2 separate regions of the Sus scrofa genome follow, and region 1 is linked to region 2. The links are chromatin contacts, called in public HiChIP or PLAC-seq maps. All regions are on one chromosome and are shown on one strand. The core of a region is the stretch at or near the end of the contact, and the rest is flanking DNA. Distances in the headings are between cores, read along the strand shown. Region 1 holds the start of PJA1 (E3 ubiquitin-protein ligase Praja-1). Region 2 holds the start of EFNB1 (ephrin-B1).

Region 1 (2,700 bases), core at 57-2,556, 330 kb before region 2:
GTCCCCCACTATAATTGCAGACTCTCTAATCTCTATATTTCTAACAATATTTGCCTCATACATTTTGGAATTACATTGTTTGGCATATAAATTTTAGTGACTGTATGTTCTCAGTGAATGGAACAACTCAATTTGTTTTCTTTTAATGCTTTTTACTTTGAGTTCTTGATTTTTCTGACATTAACATTGCTATAAGTCTCCCTCCTTCCTTCTTTCCTCCTCTTTCTTTTTCCTTTTAAAAATTCCTCCCTTCCCTCCCTTCCTTCTTTTTTTTTCTTTCCCTCTTTTCTGCTGATATTTACTAGCATATATTTTCCAATCTTATTTCTGCTTTAGGTGAATCTCATATAAACAGCATATAACTGGATTTCTAAAAATTAAATGCTCAAAATGAGAGTTCGCTTTTTAAAAATTTTTATGGGAGATGTTAACCCAAAATACATATTAATATATTTTTATTTCTGCCATTAAAAAATGCTTTTTTAAATTGCCTCCCATCCCATTTCTGCCTTTTGTTAGATTGAGCTTTTCTCTTTGTTGTACATATTATTTCTTTAATGGTTTGAAAGTTATACATCCTATTTCTGTTGTTGCTACCCCTAAAATCTCCTGTTTTTCTATTATGCATTTTATTTCCAGTAAGAACAAAGCATTGCTATTAGGAACATAGAGAATCTTTACATTTGGTACAAATACTAGAGATATTTGTAAAGTGCAATTTAAAAAAAGGAGTTCCAGAGTTCAATAAAATTGTATAAATCCAAAAGGCATATTAAATATTATAATATTTAAAAAGTGCAATGCAATTACCAGAATGTGAATCCAGGTTGTGCTTCATGACTGAAAATTTCTTTTGGGCAGAGAAGCTCGATTTTGTGATAAACAGCAACAAATTCTACTGTAAACAGTTCAATTTGCTTCAACGACCATATTTAAAAAAAAATTTAAGCCTACTGCAACCCTAAATACAGTGATAACTTCCAATACAAACCATAACATAGCACATAGGATAGGGTATATTAATATAATTATTTTCACACCAGAATGAACCAGAAAGAATTTGCAGATTTCATTTTATTTAAGACAACAACAGCTACCAAAAGCACAGAATGGAAAGGCATATGACTAAATGTTTAACACTTGTTAAAGCCGACTGTTGGTTACATTTTTCGCTGTCCTTTTCTGTATCCTTGACGATTTCATCATTTCAAATGAAATAATGCTTTCGGGTCCACCCTGATTTGTCGAGAGCAGCTGCTGCCCCCGCCACATCAAGGGGGCGGGTCGCCGCGACGCCACAATCACTTCCGCCGCCGCAGTCGTGCCCGCCCCACTGCTGTCTGGAGGGGGAGGAGCTGGAGCCCCGGGAGCAGCGGCTCTGGCGGTCGTGGCGGTCGGAGGTCCGAAAGCTCTGCTCTTCACCAGAGTGTGCGGGGGGTCGCGACTGGGTGAGTGAAAGGCTGTTTCTTTCCTCGATCCCTCCAGACGTGGCGGTGGGGCGAGGGGCCGGGGGGCGGGGGGGGAGGCGAGGTGGAGGTGGGGGCTCTAAGTGAACAGATTTTCGGGCTCGCCCCTCGGGAAGGGGTGGGGCGGACGAGGGTCCTGACCGCAGAGGGAGGCCTGTGTCCTCCATCGGTCTGATTTAGGGCTCCATCCTCCGTCACCCGGCCCCAACAACGGCCCCTTTCGTGTGGCCCGCCCCCACTCCGCTCTGGGGGCTTGAATCGTTATTCGAGAGGGGAGTGGTGGTCGAGGCCCTCTCCCACCTCTCTCTGCCTGTCCTTTCCCTCCTCCGCCTTCCTTTTTTGGCTCCTCTGCGGAGCGATCCGTGGCCTTTCTTACCCCATTTTGCAGTTGTTTTGATGAATGGTAAATGGTGAAGATTTTTAGGTAAATATATTGCTCTCAGGAAAAGAATTGTCAGAAAAACAAAATCACTCCCAGGGAAAAACTATACCCCCCACACGCCCTTTTCTTTCTTTTTTTTCCCCCTTTTCCCATTGGTTTGGATTTACCTTTTGAGCCGATAAGTCTCCCCTTCTCATTATGACATTGCGGCCCCCTCCCATCCGTGTGTCTTGCGCGCGAGCAGGGACACACACGCACATGCCCGCACACACGCTTGTGCGCGCGCGCACACACGTACACACATATACATACACACATACGCATGCACAGAAACCTTCCATTGCGGCTCCCTTACCACCATCACCCCCAATACTCAAGGTTCCTGCGTATCCCCTCCCCCGCACATGCTTGGACACTCACACACACAAACCCTCTCACACACTCTCACGCTCTCTAGTGCCTTCCCCTGACACACACACACACACACACACACACATGGCCTCACACCTTCCTGTGCCTTTCCAAGCCTCTCACGGACTGCCACATTCACACCTCCAGAAGCTTCCCCCTCCTCCCTCTGCCTCTGCGTGCACTGGTGAGCACACAGAACACACACACACACACACACACACACACACACACACACACACACACACACACACACACACACATATCCTCATCCTCCCACACACCCTCCGGGCTGCCTTACCACACACACATAAGGATATCCTTGGATTGCTTTTTTCCTACGCCACTTACATGCATACTATGCATCCATACCTTTTTCACATACCTCTCTCAGATGCTCCCTGTCTGCTGCATATGAGCCTAGACACCCTCCTTCGCTGGTCC
Region 2 (2,700 bases), core at 69-2,568:
CTCCCCAACACACGAACTCGTTCCGGGGGCTCCCGACCGGAGCGCCCAGGCACGGGCTCCGTTCCTCCAGGCCACACTGAGACTCCGGGCTGTGCGCCCCCCGACAGCTTCTACTTCAGCGCGGGCCCCGCTCAGTGTACTTATAAGAGCGGGGAGACGCTGCCGAGCGAGCAAGTCCCATCAGTTTGCACCTCTGAAGCCTCGGCCGGGTGGCCCGGCAGTCCAGCCGCCGAGTCCTAGCTCCCCGACGATTGCGCCCGAGGGTCTGAGGCCAGTGCGAGGCTCACACACCTCCCACTGCTGTCCAGCGCGCATAGACTCCCTCCGCCGCGGCTGAGCTGTCTACTCCCCTGCTCAGGCGAACGCAAGGCCAACCCTACTCATCTTAGCCAATAGCAAGCTCCGTCACGGGGTCCTTGCCCCGCACCACGCCCCCAAGAACAGGAAGGGGGTGGGGTTTCAGGGAGCTCTTAAGGACGCCGCGCTCTCGATGGCACCAATTTGAGTGTGCGGCTTGTGCGGTTAGGTGTGGGTCCCGCCTAGTCCGTTTCCAGAGCGCTCAGCCCGTGGGAAGTTGGTGCTCCTCTTGAGCTGTCGGCCTGTTCTCCTCCCCGCGCGCCTGGCCCGCTGACCTGGGCTAGACAGGCCCTGTCCTAAGTATTCCGGGAAAGTACTGCCATTCTTTTTTTACACACGCGAGCCCTGAAGTCCTGCTCCCGTGCCCACCTCAGTGGCAAGGATAGCTTGTATACTCTCAGTCCCGTAGGTCTCTGGTGGGCTTTCCTCCTTCCGCCCTCGCAGTGCGGGTCCGCTTGCAAATGGACTCGGAGTCCTGAAAAGACAAACCAATCGCGGTGGGTGGTGGAATCTCAGAGGAGTCAAGTACGGAAAAGGGGAGGGAGGAAGATGAGTTCTTCGCCCCTGGGGACCAGGCCTTGGGAGTCTCAACTTTGGGGAAGAGCTTTGTGGAACAACGGGGGCCCAGTTTTGGGGTCTGGCGTTGTCTCAAGGCGCGGGCAAAGCCCCAGGATACGGCAACGGGGATTAGAGGGCACCTCGGTAAAGAAAGACACCTGGAGAGCAAAGAGGAAAAGGCGCAGGGCAGAGGCGCCTTTCGAAAAAGCAAAAGCGGGCGCCCTCGCCCCAAGACTGCGGACTCCAGTTCCTCCCGGCCTCGCCATCTGGGTCTTTGTCTCCCAGCCCTGGCCCATTCTCCCCGCCCCTCCTCACTTCCTTGCTTATAACTTTGGCTCCATCCCACAGTTCAGACCCTCCCGGTCCGACCCGCTCTCCTGGGTCGGACCACAGCAGACATACACACGTGCTAACGTCTCCCTCTACTGGTCTTCCATAGCACTGCGGGCGCCTGGGACCGACTGAGAGCACCCACCCCAACAAGAGCATGGCTCACAGCAGCCTGGCACAGGCACTTGAACGCAAGACCTGGGATAGGGGAGGTGGCTTTGGCAAGAACAGAAGCCCGGTATGGGGAGGAGAAGAGATCACTAGGAGGAAGATCTGGGTTTGGGATTGACTCAGGGACTGCCAGGCTGCAGAGGATATAAAGTTTTCTTGCTGCTGCTTTATGGAAATAATTAGGTGAATGACATTCCCGAAGTGCTCGCCATTTACACAGTTTCCTGTCCTTGCACTTAAATAGGAGACTGAGCTACTGAGTTTCTCACTGGATCCTCTGATGATCTCTTTAGCTCATAGAGTGGGCCTGTATTTGGGTGGAAATAAAAAGGGAGAAGGGGGTTCCTCCCACTTTCAGGGACAGAGCCTGGAAGATCTGGGTAGAAAGGGAAGAAGAGGAGCTGTTTAAAAATCTCCCAGCTCCCAGATGGACCCCTTATTGGGGTGTGAGCAAGGAGAGACAAAAACTAGCTGCAGGGATATACCCATCATCCAGCTTGAAGACTAGGATTGCCACAAGTGTATGGCAGTACAGCAAAACCTGAGGATGAAAAACAGTCTGAGTACCTACTGTGTGCCAAGAACCATAGTAGAGGCATATCCCTTCAGAATCCTTTAGGCTCAGGAAGAAGTGATTCATCTGAGGTCACAGAGCTGATCAGTGGTAGAAGCAGGATTTGGCCCCAGACTTATCTGTCTCCAAAGCCTATGCCTGTTTCCCTGTACTATACCCACTCGCCACACTTCCAGCCCCTTCTTGCTTCCTTCCTTGCTTAATCCATTCCTAGTTGAAAGCTGGTTCATGCCTGGAAGGAAGTGGCCTTCAGGATGGCCAGGATTCCACTCTTCACTTCCAGTCTTCCAGAAGGTTTCTAGGCCTAGGAAAGTTCGTCTTTGTTCCTGGCCACATCCTCAAGTTTCCAGCTAAAATCATCACCACCAATCCAAGAACCAACTTTAGATTCCACTACCAGCACTCCCAGTGCCCGTCAGGAGGCAAGCCCAAGACCTGGTGGGGGATGGGGCAGATGAGGCTATGCTGCCAGACTTAGGAAACATGGGAATACAGCAGCAGCTCCTGAGGGTGCCAACACCTCATCCTGGGTGGGGAGGGCACAGAGGAAAGAACAGACTCTATGTCTAGGCCTGCTTTGCACGCTGGTCACCCCTGGTCACGGCACAGTCTTTCTGCCTCAACCTGTCCACCAGAGCCTCAGTAGCAAGGCTGGGCCTACTCCATCCCGCTGCCAGGGCCAATGACTCCAGGCCCCCACCTCCTGCCCC

Evidence for each region. HiChIP or PLAC-seq counts read pairs in DNA pulled down with a chosen protein or histone mark.
Region 1: a contact with region 2 is called in an H3K27ac HiChIP or PLAC-seq map of skeletal muscle, with 10 times the contacts expected there. The contact joins the promoter of PJA1 here to the promoter of EFNB1 in region 2. A contact is called at or near these places in 3 of 5 promoter capture datasets (fetal liver, fetal skeletal muscle and liver), 1 of 47 Hi-C or Micro-C datasets (embryonic fibroblasts) and 2 of 2 datasets of contacts at active chromatin or transcription factors (alveolar macrophages and skeletal muscle).

The regions. Positions count from the first base shown.
Region 1 is chrX:55,279,189-55,281,888 of Sscrofa11.1, reverse strand. It overlaps PJA1 (E3 ubiquitin-protein ligase Praja-1), which reads left to right and starts at 1,306. Exons shown (of 3, transcript XM_005673705.3): 1 at 1,306-1,448.
Region 2 is chrX:54,945,957-54,948,656 of Sscrofa11.1, reverse strand. EFNB1 (ephrin-B1) reads right to left here and starts at 1,318. Exons shown (of 5, transcript XM_021079969.1): 1 at 1-1,318.